Linked DNA regions of Mus musculus: region 1 is linked to region 2. The links are chromatin contacts, called in public HiChIP or PLAC-seq maps. All regions are on one chromosome and are shown on one strand. Each heading gives the region's core, a stretch centred on a gene start, on an enhancer-like site or on the middle of the called end of the contact. The rest is flanking DNA. Distances are from core to core; before and after follow the strand shown.

What was found. HiChIP or PLAC-seq counts read pairs in DNA pulled down with a chosen protein or histone mark.
Region 1: a contact with region 2 is called in an SMC1A HiChIP or PLAC-seq map of the NIH/3T3 cell line, with 4 times the contacts expected there. The contact joins the enhancer-like site here to the promoter of Egfr in region 2. A contact is called at or near these places in 12 of 39 promoter capture datasets (the 3T3-L1 cell line, 3T3-L1-derived adipocytes, cranial neural crest and 7 more), 1 of 15 datasets of contacts at CTCF or cohesin (the NIH/3T3 cell line), 26 of 484 Hi-C or Micro-C datasets (the AML12 cell line, B cells, the C3H10T1/2 cell line and 20 more), 11 of 115 datasets of contacts at active chromatin or transcription factors (astrocytes, bone marrow-derived macrophages, embryonic stem cells and 6 more) and 1 of 9 other capture datasets (embryonic stem cells).

What each region holds. Positions count from the first base shown.
Region 1 is chr11:16,544,860-16,552,421 of GRCm38.p6, reverse strand. No RefSeq gene overlaps it. Among named protein-coding and RNA genes, the nearest start is that of Sec61g, 40 kb to the right of the region's middle. Within about 2 kb of position 5,446, at least 30 of the 459 cell types and tissues checked have an H3K27ac peak or open chromatin away from gene starts, as enhancers often do. A contact at or near this core is called in the HL-1 cell line and the NIH/3T3 cell line, where this site is marked.
Region 2 is chr11:16,749,251-16,756,616 of GRCm38.p6, reverse strand. Egfr (epidermal growth factor receptor) reads right to left here and starts at 4,414. Exons shown (of 28, transcript NM_207655.2): 1 at 4,047-4,414. The coding sequence starts at 4,134.

The DNA of each region.
Region 1 (7,562 bases), core at 4,197-6,696, 210 kb after region 2:
GGAGCTGTTTTGGAAGTCCCTCTGCCAGGTATGAGAGTTACATAAAGAAGTCTAATATATCTTCTACTCTTAGGGGAATTTAAAAATGTCAGTGGAGACACTTAGAAAAAATACTACACAGCTAGGGTTGCAGCTTGGTAGGAGATCATCTAGCACACCCCCCCCCCCACAAGACCCTGAATTCAATTCCCAACACTAAAGAAAGGTACCTATAACACATATTACCAAGTGCAACAATAATAATATGCACATATGGTAAACTATAATACACATTTAACTTATATACATGTTTGCCCATAAGGCTAGCTTAGTCCACTTAAAATTATTTTCTAATTAAATATGGAAACAATAAGTTGATTATTAATCATAATTTCTATGGATAGAAAGTAGTTCAAGGTGTTTTGTGTGTTATATATTTATTTATATATTTTGTGTTTTTGCATGTCTCTGTACAAGTGCACATGCATGCAGATGTTAGAGAAGTCAATTTCCTCCTCCCTCTGCCATCAGGACTTGAATAGATATCACTAGGTTTTGTAGTGAGATCTCCACCACTGAGAAATCTTACTAGCCCTCATTATATAGACACATGGAGGCAAAACAATCACACACAAAAAATAATACAATAAAGAACCTAAACATTTTTAAAATAAAGATTAAATACATACAAAATTTATTAGTAAATTAATAGATGTGAAAAATCTTTACCAGTGTTTTGCATGAGAACATGGAGTTTGTAATGGCTCAGTACTGAAATGCTGAGATGTACCACTGGCACCTGGAAATGAGAGGCAGACTTACACATAAGCAAAAGGTTGAATACATGAGGCCAGTTTTGAGTGACAAAGAAGAGAGGGCAGGACAGGCCTGAAAATGTTAAGAATCAGGACAAAAGGTTCTTGCTTCTATAACAACAAAGCATTTAATGGGCTGAATTTGAAAAATGTTATCTTTCTTCCTATTTATCTTGCTTCCACATCTACAATGTATATAAATTCAATGTAATTGAACTTGTAGCTAAGACAACACTGATTACTTTTTCATTATTTCATTTTTACATTTTTATTTATGTACCAAAAGCCGTGTTGCCCGATATATAGACAGCCAAATCCACTTTATTCTCAGAAATGTCTCTAAAGAGGTGGTTACTATGTACAACTAATCAAAGCCAAATTAAAACTGTAACGTTTTTCTTAGCAATTCATTCTGCCATCCTGTACCTAATTGCAGTCGATGTTTTCAGAGCCATGGTTATACAACATGCAGCAGTCTAATTGGCTTAACTCCTATCAAGTAATTTTTTTAAAGTTTCTTTTATATCAGCAGCTCTTGGTTTTCAATTATTAAGGCTAAATGTGAATCAAGTTCAAGATAGCCGTTACTAGGGAAGAGAGCAATCCAAGTTCAGAATTAAGAGGGTAGCTAAGAAACTCTAGATCCTTACAGACTGCAGATTCCTGGCCATAAACTTTGTCATCACGACAGATGTTCTCAGCTCTCCAGACCTCCGTCCTGTGTGATGACCTCTCTGTGTGCAGCTCAGAAAAATATCAAGCTGAGGCAGGATGGAGAGGATGACGTTCTCCTACCAAAAATATATCCCAACTCTCCCCTAATTAGGAGCTCGGTGAAAAACAGGCATTTTCAGTGTCAACATTGCAGGGATAATGGAGAAAAATGTTTTGGAATGTTACCTTGGTTTGCATAATTCTGAAAAAACAAAACAACATGTTTCCAGAGTGGTATTCTGATACGGCTCCTTAGTAACCCAACCTTGTTTGTGAAGAGTGATTGACATGCAGCTTGGTGCCTACAGAGAGTGGAAAGGGAAAGGAGGCATCAACTCACACAACTAATGTAATGCCACCAGCCAAATATATCCTAATATTGAAATGATTCCTCCAAGGAGAAATGCAATGTCACTTCTTTCAATTTAGATAAATACAATGTAACACATTCAGGCTCACCATGACTCTGTTGAGTAAGAACTCTGCAAGGAAAAGATCTTCATAAGCTTAGTCACCAATGGACAACGGCAGTTATCCTTTAAAATACCATTGATAAAAACTTAAAATGGATGCTTGATCCAGATCCAATGTAAGAGGAGGTAGTAACCTGGTGTCCTTGAAATATCTATTTATTTTTTAAAGATTTATTATTTAATTGTGTGTGTGCGTGGTTTTGTGTATGCGAGTGTAGTTGTCAACTGAGACTAGAAGAGGGTGTTGGATACCTTGAAGCTGGAGTTATATTCAGGTAGTTGTGAGCCCTGCTGTTGTAGGTTCTGAGAACTGAGCCTGGGTGCTTTGCAAAAGCAGGTAGACATGCTCTTAATTGATAAGCCATCTCTCCATCCCTTATGCATGTATTTTTAATCTTTTATAGAACTTTTCCAGAAAGATTGAAGACTCTGCTTGAAAAAGAATCAAGAAGGATGGCCAATGGCAGTAGTTCCTTCTCCAAGAAGGAACCCCTCTAGCAGACCATAACTGCATGTTTACTCCCACCCAAGAAGGCAGATTAAAGCCCAGCTGTTATGCTCACACCAGGGCACTATCAAAATGCCTTTCTAGCTATGTCATGACTGTCAAGCTATGTTATACGTCATACATCAAGGAAGTATGAACAAGGCTTCTGATAATCACACTTCACAGTCATCTTGCCAGCTACCCTCATGATGTATTACAGTTCTGAAGAAGGCTCCACAAACTATTGGTTTTAATAATCATGACAAAAGAGATTTATCTTTGTGAAGACAACTCTGCAAAGAGATACTTAGCTTTCTCAGTGCCTTGGTGAATTCTTGGGCCACATCATGAAATAGCCTCTCCTTTTACCAATAAGCAACATAGAAATTGCACAGTTATCATTTAATTGTAAAGCAGCAGATTAAACACTGCACCTTAAACAGTGAATTTTCACAGTCAACCTAGAATTCTTACATTTTTAATTTTAAGAATATGCTATATGTTGAGCAGAGTCTCAGTAAAGATTTGTGCATTGATTATTGGTCTAACTTATTTAGAGTTTTAAAAATGAGAATATTAGAGCAATAAGTATTTTGAATATATGTAAATATATATTGTTTATAGAAAACTAAAATAAAATATAGGTTCTAGAAAATATATTGTATCATTTGCAAAGAGCTTACACAAATGAATTCATTTTATAGAAAAATATCTCAAATATATCAATGCGAAGCAGAGACAGAATGTCACATATCAATAAAGAACAGTTATGAAGGCCAGTATCTCCCACACACTAATCAACTGCAAACTGTTATTACTAGGGAGGACAACTTACCCCAAAATAAAGCATGATAACAAAATTATTATTGTTTTTGTTACTTTAGTATTTATCCACAAAACACACGTCAGAATCCAGTGATAAATAGACAAGTATTTTTCTTTTTCAGAGAAGTCCTAACCAAGGCTTCTCAGTATTCACAGAGAATTGAGGAGAAAATGTGATTTTTGTATAAGAGAACACATAATATTTAATAAAGGCACCATAAGGAAAATAAATGGAGTATGGCCTTCCAGCCTGAGTGTATCTTTTGGAAGAAAAGGCACATCCTTTCTACATGGTTTGAAGGAGAGAATAAAAGCATGTCCAAGAGAGAGAACAAAATTATTAGTTCTCCAAGCTCCTCCAATATTTCAGTTATTTTAAGAAACAGGGACACTGCTTGATGGGGTGTTCTACAAACAAAAACTTAGAGTCTTCTAATGGCTTCTCCGTAATACCATGAAAAGTCATTCATAATATCTATTTGTGTGCATACTGTTTTAAGAAAGTAAGATTATTTGGTTATTATTTCTTGGTTTAAGATGATGCAAAGAATGACAATTAGGAATTAACATAATAGAGAGCCTAGAAGTAATCACACACACACACACACACACACACACACACACACACACACACTGATAATGATGATGATAAAAGTGGCCTTAAGTAACAGTATAGAAATTAGTCTTTTAAATATTTAAAAGACAGAACTGGGTAGCTATATAGAAGAACCATGAAAGTCATTATTCACTATCATAAAAATTATAATTATAATTATAAAATTATAAGTTCCAGACAGATTTATATGTGGAACTAAAATAATGATGGTTTTCTGGGATAATAGACAAAAATTTCAAATCCTCCTAAAGATCTTACACAGACACATATGTATCTAGTGATAAACCTCTAAAGCCAGAAAAGGAGTAATGTTTAAACATAGCAAAAGTATGACTGTTGGCTATCTATAGTCACCATCCCTGAACTACTACTGTGTGCATATATTTTTAAGTGAACTTGTACAGATACCTCCTCCTGCCGTCAGTGCTGGGGATCAGACCCAGGGCCTTGTGCATGCGAGGCAAGCACCTTACCACTGAGTTATATCCCCAGTACCTCAAGCATATTTTTGGCTCACAGTATTCTATATGATGGGGCTCCAAACTCATTACTTAAATCTTTGATTATGTCGAGAGAACCCCATCTTCCCAGTTATGTTACTTATCAAATCAGAACTCTTCTGTGTGGTTTTCCTCTAAGAAATCTATCCCCGCTACACAGAGAAGTGAATGGCATACTCTTCTTTGTTCATACTACACAGTGGTCTTTTTCAGCTATCTTGACATTGGACTAGTAAGTGGCTCAGCTTCTTTCAAGTCTGAACCCAAAACACTCAGCACAATTTCTAGAATGATCGTTAGATGCTATGCATCTTATTCAGCTGTTCCAGTACCCCTGCCTTCCCTCACTCTTTCCAAACACAGCACATACTACTTTCTGATTGATGTGGCATAATCAACACAATTTTGAGAATCCCTTGTCTCTTGAAGTTCTTTACACAATGACTTTTCCTTGGGATCTTTAATCATCTGCTCAGGAAAATTTAAAGAGACATAGCAGTGATACTGGACCAGATGGTCATTAACCCTGTATTTATGCACAGAGCCAGCTTTGCATTTGCAGTTTTATCTTCTCTTTCTAAATTACTTTGGAACCACTAACTAATGAAGTAAAGGGGTTGGGAGTGTGTAATGATCAAATAATGTTTTAACAAGAGGGTAGAGGGGGGGGGGGGAGGGAAACACTGTGCCACATTTCATGTTAGCAGGACGTGGTTCTAAGAAGGTGATTCTTCCATAGCTTGACATGTTATTGGCATGTAGAAACTAATTAAACTGATTACATTATAAACATCGCCATTTGTGTTTATGTATTTGTCTCTGACAGAAAAAGTGTCAAATATTAATTCTGATCTTAAATGAAGGCCTTTAGTGACATTTACTTTTCTGATCTGCATAGCCAAGTTAAAGTTTATATAGTTCTTTATTAAAGCCAAAAGAAATATAGGTTTGAGTCAAAATTGCTTTTATGACTCCCACACGAGGAGCCCAGGCTGAGTTCATAAAGGCGAGGCAGGTCCCAGGGGCACTGCTGTTAAATATGGAAAACTATTTCCTTTTCTGGAGCCAGGCTTTGACAACAATAAGATTACACCGGGCACCACACAGTGAAGAACTGGGATCAAACATCTTCAGATGAACCCAACTACCTCCAGGATTGCAGTTTTTAATGCCTCCATGTCTGTCCAGAAACAACAGAGAAATGAGCCCAATGTAAATGGTGAATTAACATGGTTTTACAATGTTAGGAAAAGTATCAAATAACATAAATCCCAGAAAATGAAGGGAGACTCAAGGGTAAATGAAGACGCAAAGAAAGTTTCAGAAAAAAGCCAGGAATATTTCTTGGGAGTTATAACCACTGTGCCCTGGCTGGGAGTCAACTTGGCACTAACAGTCAACTGCAGGAATGATTCACTTGGCTGGGAGAGAGGTGCTGTGTGTGAGTCCATGTGAGCTATGAGCACTTTTGATCTCCCAAAGAAGAGATGCACGAATCCTCACATCACTTAGCAAAAAGGACTGTGCACATCACTACAATGCTGCCTTGGAGAAAACTGTGCAAAGAATTGGCCTGAGACAAAGAAGACAATGTACTGAACGCCAATCCTCATGAGCATCATGGAACATCTGTGCCCGTCTTCCCTTGGAGAGAGTTGGCAATGTTACAGTTGACTCTGGAAAATGAACTTTGAAAAACCTTTCATCACAAGCAGAAGCATGTGGCACATACATTGTGTGGGACATTTGAATTCAGAGACATAGAAATGAGTGAGTCCTTAAGGTTATGCCAGAAACCTGCCACACGAAACTTCTTGATTAACACATTTTGGAAGTGAGTTCATGTGAGGTACATGTATGGGTTTATTAGGGTTGAAACAATTTCAGTATTGTATGGCACCTCTTTACTGATCCTCAAATGGGGCAATGATGAGATGTTTCAGCACCATCGGGAAGCCTGAAACCTGTCTCTGTGTTCCATTTACCCACCGCTTCATCAGTTGTGCCTCATGGTGCTGAGAACCACTCTCGTCTCCCTTTCCCGGTGCCCACCTTTAGCATTGCTGAACAACACTGTCAGTGTTTACAAGCTGACCCTTGTCAGGATAGTATCTAAAGTGCTAACCTTTCCAGAACTTAATACTTTTATTTAAATTTATTGTTTATTAAACCTATTATTTGTGTAAATGTATAAATGTGTATAATAGCTTCTGATCATTCCCATTTCCCTTCCCACCTCTGACTTCACCAAGATCTCTGCATGACCCCCTCCCAACTTTACTTCCTCTTCACTTTTCCTTAATAAGCCACCGTGTCAAATGAAGGCTGACATATGCATGTGTGCAGCCTATGAGATGCTCACACCACCCATGTACTGCCAGTAGCTGCTCAGCCAGAGGCTGGCCTTGTGAGCCATTCTCCAACGAATACTAACAAGTTGACCAGATTGGTCTTAATTAGATCTTGTACAGGCAGCCAGTATTGCTGTGGACTCAAAAGTGCAATTGTTCTATTCAAGACGTTATTTTACAACTATCCTCCCTATGGTCTGGCTCTTACAATCTTTCTCCCATCTCTTCCGTGACCCTCCCTAATCCTTGTTTGTAGGGTAATATAAATGCTACTTGTGGTTGAACATTCCACAGTGACTTATTCTCTTCAGTTTATCAGTAAAAACAAAAACAAACACAAAGCTGACTCCTTTTGTTATCTAGATTGTTTATTTTCTGAATATGCTAGTTCAAAATTTATTATGACACTCCTAGGCAGATAATCAGGAAAAATGTCAGAGTTGGCCTGTAGTGGTGAACTGTACAGCTCTGTAAAGATGTGTCTGCCAATGGAACAGAATTGAAGACCCAGAGATGAATCCACACACCTATGGTCACTTGATCTTTGACAAGGGAGCTAAAACCATCCAGTGGAAAAAAGACAGCATTTTCAACAAATGGTGCTGGCACAACTGGCGGTTATCATGTAGAAGAATGCGAATTGATCGTTTTCTATCTCCTTGTACTAAGGTCAAATCTAAGTGGATTAAGGAACTCCACATAAAACCAGAGACACTGAAACTTATAGAGGAGAAAGTAGGGAAAAGCCTCAAAGGTATGGGTACAGGGGAAAAATTCCTGAATAAAACAGCAATGGCTTGTG
Region 2 (7,366 bases), core at 3,165-5,664:
CTCTCTCTTCCTATTGACTTGACCTTAGTAGGGCATTAGTGTGCTTTCCAGATCTTGACTCTCGATGCCACTTCTGTAACCAGTAGTCTCTTTTTCCCAAATGATTTTTCCATTTGGGGATTTTCTTTGTCTCTTCCTCAGGTAGAATTAAAAGCAAAACTCTGTCTTATAAAGTATCCCTTTCCCATGCAGATCTTCCATTTCTTCTATGACTCTGTCTTATGATCTTTCACTAGGTCTTCTAATAAATAACTTTTAGACACTTCAAGGGAGGTATCAAGACCAACTCATTCTCATATCTCAAAACATAGACAGCATGGCACAAATTATGCATCATGGCTCAAATACAAAGAAAAGGATAAAAAAATAGTTCAATGCCTGGCCTTATATTCAAAAGGCAAACAATAGTGATTAACTTACATAATTATATAAAGCAGCTTATGTGTGGGGACTCCTCAGTAACAATGAAATTGCAGAGATATTTAGGGATAAAAAAAAAATGTTCCAAAACTTTAAGTTTAGCCTTTTGTTGATGAAAAGTTGAACAGAGTTAGAAAAGGGTACTTGGAATCTAGGTCTGTTGGAAAGAAATCACCCAGAAGTGTAAACATGAAAGAAGGGCCCCCTGTGATAATTCCCATATAGCTTTTAAAGCAAGCTGCTTGAACTGCTAAGATTGAAAGCCATTCTTAGCATACACGTTTCACAGATAGCCCGTCAAAAGGACCAGACATTTTGGTAGTGATAGAGCCTTCAGAGATTAAGATATCAAATCCAGCACCTTTTTTTCCTTTTAGAAAAGTTATGACTTATGAGGCTAAGTAAATAAAGCCAACGGAAGCTGTTGAGTCTATTGGTGTCACCACCTGACTTCAGATAACATCATGTCCTACCACTGGGAATGTGCACCGTAAGAAAGTCAGTCGGAGTACTAGTCTGTTTTACATATTTGAAAAGCAGATTACCAATGTTTAACTAGTGGTTTCAAGAACTACATATGTTTGGAAGCAATAATATAATCATTAAGATCCCCCTTTAAACTCATAATGTCTGCCACATCTTAGACAAGCAATAAACATTTACTGAATCTAGAAAGGAGACTTCAGAAGCCTGGAGTTCCAGTGGGACTTTCCATCTAATCTAGACCTGGAATGAAAACATAAGCTTCTTGGATAGAAAGCCAGTACTGGGCTTCCCAAGACCCAGTCTTCTGAGAGACAGACAGACAGACAGACAGACAGACAGACAGACAGTCTTGAGAAGCCTTTGGAATCCCCTTCAAGTTGGTTCCACCTCCAAACTCCACTGCCTTATTCAGGCTGAGGGTCCCTTCTCTCCTCATTTGCTCTGCACAGGATCTTTTCCAAAGAAGCGCCTTCTCCTGCCATCATGGTACAGGTGGAACTTGCTCAGCAAGTCCAAGCTAATACCTTGCCCATATTTTGTTTTAGTGACAACATTGCCCCCATCAAAGGCAACCCAGGAGACCACAGCATCCATGAACAGGAAAGTAGGCCACTAAACAAGCAAGCTTCAGATGGGGACTGATTTTTCAAATGCCTGTTTCCTGGTCCTTATCCTTCTAGCATCAGAACTGAGTCATTTACACACCTAACCTAGCCTGGTCCTCCTACAATAAGGTAGTGTAGTTTGGAGGTGGAAGGAACTTGAATCAATTTTGGCATCACTTCTTAACAGCTATGGGGGAAAATCACTACACTTCTCTGTGCATAGGTTCCCCAAACAGATGATGAGAATCACCTCTCACTACATGCAATGTGAGGACTGACAATGCACTGAAAACAGAGTCTAACTGTCTTCTGCTTTGATGACATTTACATATGGTACCATAGATTTGGAGGGAAGGATAAACACCCTACCTCAACTAAGGGAGCCAGTCTGGAACAAAACTGACCAATTAAACAAACAAATCTTTTATCAGCCTGTTGCAGAAAGGGTGTCTCACGTTTTCAATAATCTGTCCTTTAGAACTTAGCCTTTTTACGTTACTTTGACAGATAAATATTTGCTTGCTACCTTTCCTGCTACACCCAGAAGCATTTGGCTTTAAGTGAATATCATACAAACAGACAGATGAAGTGGCATTTTTATTTAACCGAAAACAAATCTCCAACCACTAACAGTGTTCATAACAGTAACACCTAACAGCGAAGAAACACAGAGTTAAGCTGAGACAACTGGTGTTCTACAGGGGCTCTAAGGGAAACTGAAAACTAGGGGAGGGAGTCCTATGGGTAGGCACAGATGCCAGGCAACTGACCGATGGGGCCTGGAGCCCTTCAGCTAAGGAAGGTAGGAGAAAAGCTCCACAGTGCTCCATCCCATCTGTGAAAAAAGCAAGCCCTCTTTACCGACTTTATCCCTGCTATTTCCTGTACTGCAAGATTTCCCAGACTCCTGCTCGTTAGAACCGTCGTGGTAGTCTTCCTTTAGATGTTATCAATTTTTCATTTATGCTAGCGAGTCTCAAATCAAATGCTACAAGAGTTTTGAAAATTCTAATTCTCAAGATCGACCCGTGAAATCTGAGTGTATGGAGTGGTAGCTAAACAACGGAGGAGGGGTGTAGTTTGTTTTGCTTGTTGATTTTTAAACCCAAATGATTTCATTGTGTAGTTAAGTTTGGGAAACTGAGCCTTACACCCCCTCCAACAAAAGTGCACGGAGCACCAACCCCCAAGTCCAACTTGGATGCGGATGACATCAACAGCAAGTGCAGACCTGACTCCTGGAACCCGAGCGGCTGGATTTTGAAATTGTGCAATTAAACCTTCCGAGGCATGTTTCTCGTGTCAAGTGGGTTTATGGTCGGATAGTCATGAAGCCAGACTTGTTCATGTTCCGTCTGGACAGTTGGCATGTGTGATCCATGGACATCAATGTTTCTTTTTAATTAGGGGTTATATTTTAGTTGGCCAAATATCAATCACTTGGGGGGGGGGAGGGGTGTGGAAGGAAAGAAAAGAAAAAGAAACCCAAGAGGGAACGTCTCAGCTAACAAGTAAGAAAGTTTGCTACCGGCCTCATTTTGAAACACCAAGGGTGCACTACACCCAAGGGCCCAGCTGTCACAAGGAGGTCAGCCATCCATTGCAAAGGCAAGTGATGCTGCAGCAGCCCAAGCTTCTGGGAAAGGGCAAATTCAGGGATCCCAGGGGAAGTAGCCACCCCGCAACGCTAGCTCCAATCTGGCATGGAGCCTTGGTCCCCAACCAGTGCACCTAGCCTGGCAAGTCTCTGGCATGCTCTATGCCTAAGAGGCGGAATCGACCCACCCCACCCGCCACCCCCACGCCCTCCTTTTTTTTTTCCTAGTGAAGAAGCAAATGACCACTAACACCATCTCTTCCCAGAAGTCCTAGGTGGTTAGTGACAGAGAGATCTCCACACTTCCAGGTCATTGCTGCAACTACACACCCGCGAAAGGGCAAGCCAGAAATCTGCAAGCTACATTGGGACTCAGGCTACCAGGTCCTGAGAGTACCCTGCTGGAGAAGAGAGGAGTTGAGGGAAACCGCGCTCAGGAAACCGCGCGTCTCAGAGGTTCCGACCTTGACCAGGGGCGCGTTGGTTCGCACTCCAGTCCCTCAACTCTCACACTGAGCGGGTGGGACACACCCGACCCGCTTGAGGATCCGGGGTCCCTCCGCTCTCCCTGACAGTACTGGGCGCACGTGCGCCAATGCCCGGCGTCCCGCGCTGTCCCGCACCACGTTTCTGCTCCGAACGCCTACTGAGCGCAGGAAAGTGAGGCAACTAAGTTGGCAGCAGTCAAGAGCCCCGGAGCGCACAGCCGCGGCTCCCACGCTGCCCTGGCAGCCCCTCTGCTCCTAGCCCAGTCTCCCTTCCTTCGGCGGCCCCAGTCTCGCCCATTCCAGACTCCGTCCAGTTCCTCCTATGGTCCCGGCCGCCTTTGGGAGCCAGAAGAGGAGGAGCGGGCGGCTGGGGACTTAGAGTCCCGAGCGGAGGTTGGGACTGGGCGAGCTAGCTCGCAGGGGGCGCGGGCCGGTGGGACACGCCCTTACCTTTCTTTTCCTCCAACGCCCCACCTGCGGCGCAGAGCGCGGTCAGCAACACCAGCAGTGTGGTTCTCGCGGTCCCTGAGGGTCGCATCTCTGACCGGGAGAGGTTGGCTCTGGCTCTCCGGGATTAATCCGAGACAGACGGAGTCCCACGGTTGTGCCCAGTGACTGCGCCGGCAACGACGAGACCCGGACACAGGCTCGCGTCCAGGTGACCTGTCGTCTGTCTGGGAGGCGGTAGCCTCCGGGACTCGATCCAGACGCCCTAGCCCAGGAGGAGCGCACAGTGCGGGAAGAAGAGGAGGGAGGCTGCTGCGCGTTGCGCTGGGGCTGCCCAGACGTCTAGTTAGCTCGGGTCGGGACTGGGGGAGGCTGGGCGGGAGGAGGAGGGACTAAAGAAGGAGGAGGGATCCAGAGGAGCGAAGAGGAGGAGAATGTCAGGAGAGAGGAAGCGCTCTCCGCGAGGATCGAAAGCAGGCAGTGACCGGAAGGTGGTGGTGGATGGCCTTGGCCACCACTAGACAAGGCTCTGGGGGCGAGTTCTGGCTGTGTGCAGCGGGTCAGTGGGTGGCCTTTGGAGTTAATTTCTGAGGGGACTCCGCTCCGCTGCATTTCAGGACCTAGGAAGTCCAGCCAATCTATGCCAGGGTCCCCTCCTTCCTTCCCTCTGTCTCCCACCTTCTTCCTTCCTTTCTTTCAATTAACCAAACAACTCTGGACCACCTCGGTTACAAACTGTCCAACCACAGAGCACAGGTTGGAGAATAACACAGGTGGGGACGCTGTTCACGTATTCTCCATAACTTCTCCAGGATCTCAGAAGGGTCAGGCTGACTTGGCAGCAGTTTCCAACAGCACAGGCAGAGGCGGGTGCCTCAAGTCTGAAGTGGCACTAAGAAGTCCAAGGGTCCTTCAGATCCCATCAAGAACCCTCCATGTCTTCTGAAAGAAGGGCAGCCAACTCCTGACACTTAGAAGGGCCTCAGTATATTTGCTGGATGAAAGCATGCATGTTGAAGAACATGGCATTTTCTACACCTGGAGCCAGTCTGGAGTGCTTGAAAAGCAAAGCAACGTACACATGAGGCAAATTCCTCCACAAAAGCAGAGACTTGACATAACAGCAGTGAACAAATCTTTAGAGCAGTTAGCATCCTCTAGTGACCTCAGCTAGCCCTGCCGCACATCAGGAGGCAAATTGCCAAGTAAGTTCACTTAGAATTTGACCAGTAGAAATGTGTCCCTGAACTTCAGGACCCACAACTAAATTCCTTCAGCAAAGACCAACCAATGTCCCTACTTCTTAGCTATCAGAGGAATGTCCCCTGCTTCCATTCAATCCAAAGTCTCTGAGTTTTTCACAAAATCACTTGGTCCCCTAATTTAGGCCCCTTTGCTGTGGGTGTCCTTGTTAGCAGAAGTCATGGCTAACCAGTGAGGCTCAGTCCAGCTTTTTCCATGCAGCCAGAAAGGAGGCATTCCGGACTTTTCGTCCGCACCCTGCAAAGTCAGGGCTGCTGCCCAAGTTTTGTAGGTGGCGTCTTGAATGGGAACACGTCACCCAGCCTGTGCAGGGACCCTCATCACAACCTGAGACCTTCACTGAGAAGTAGAGCGGGGTTTCTTAAACTTTTCCCACGGGCAACCTCTTTTCATAGATGCTTTTTATGTAATCTTGGGATTTTATATAAAATAGGTGTTCAAATCAGACATCGACTAATGGTAGATCCTAATGCAATGTTAAGATAATTTTTGGCATATATATGACTTTACCACTTACTAAAGATTAAGGCAAATTTGCATACCAATGAGATTGATTTGTTTATTGTTACAAAAAATTAGGTTTTGAATGAGTACTTGAAGCTGTGGAATGTAGAACATCTGTAATATTGTTCAGAGTTAATTAATATTTTGATTTACAATTCTCAAAGCATGAAACAGAAAAAATATATTTAGGGTCATCTTGGAAATTTCATCCTAATCCTATGTTAAAATTCTGTTACCTTTTTATAAAGAGACTTAAGACATTGATTTTAAATATTAAACATTCAAACACAATATAATCCAAACATAACCAAACATACTCATTTGAAGCTCCTATGCTAAGGAATGATGGTAGGAGAATATTAAAAATGTCTTGTTCTCTGTATTATGACATTATTATTCTATAAGAGAAGACAATTGTATGTGATAAGTAAAACTTTTGCAGCCATACCATATGGTAGTCTTGCATCTGAACTGAGTTTCGATGCAGCACTTCTTGGTACTCCACGGTGTAACAGCATGCACAGAGCAAAGAGTGAATAATGTGTGTATAGAAGCAAGACCACTGTGAAGTGCAATGCAGCACTGTGAAGCTCTGCCAGAAACACCTTAGTGTGTTTAGAATTTCTGGATTAAACTTTTATTATTGCACATTCAGAAAAATTTTACTGTTTCCGAGATTTTTGTACCTACTTCCCAGGGACATATGTGGGAGGGGAGCTTAGGTGTCAGTTTTCTGCTGTATGTTCCAAATAGGAACTTAGGGCAGTTTTTAAAGTAATACAATAATAAGGGGTGATTAGAAAAAGCCAAGCAAGAAATATAACAGTAGAACACAAAATGAAGATGGAGATGAGTTTTTTTTTAATTTTTTTTTAAGATTTATTTACTTATTATATGAAAGTACACTGTAGCCGTCTTCAGACACTCCAGAAGAGGGAGTCAGATCTCATTACGGATGGTTGTGAGCCACCATGTGGTTGCTGGGATTTGAACTCCGGACCTTCGGAAGAGCAGTCGGGTGCTCTTACCCACTGAGCCATCTCACCAGCCTGGAGATGAGTTTTTAAAAGTCTGTAGACAGTGATGATTCCCATGTTCATGTTTCCAGGACTGGAACTCTGGCTTAAAATGTATTTTCTATCAAGGGATATGGTCAGTGGCACAAGTCATAATGAACACATAGTAAAGTAGAAATGATAATGATAGCTACAACTGATTTTTAAGAATAGTCAAGATTCTCTCTATGTTAAGAAGCAACAGCACTCATACGCTGATGGTTAGAATAACCCTTGGTGTGACCTTCTGGCAGTTACTAGAACATCCCTCAATATGGCCCCATGATAGAACATCCTTCAGTGTGACCCAACTACAATCCGCCTCCTAGAAACAAAGCCTCCTCAAGATCATCACCAAGAGATCAGTGACACTGAAGTTACAGAGCACAAAACTAGGAGAGGTTCTATGAAATATGCTTCCCTTTTGGTCACCTACATGAGGATCTTCTGCATGCACTGTGTAATCTTCTGGGCTTTAACTGTGAAGAGTAACGTCAGGAT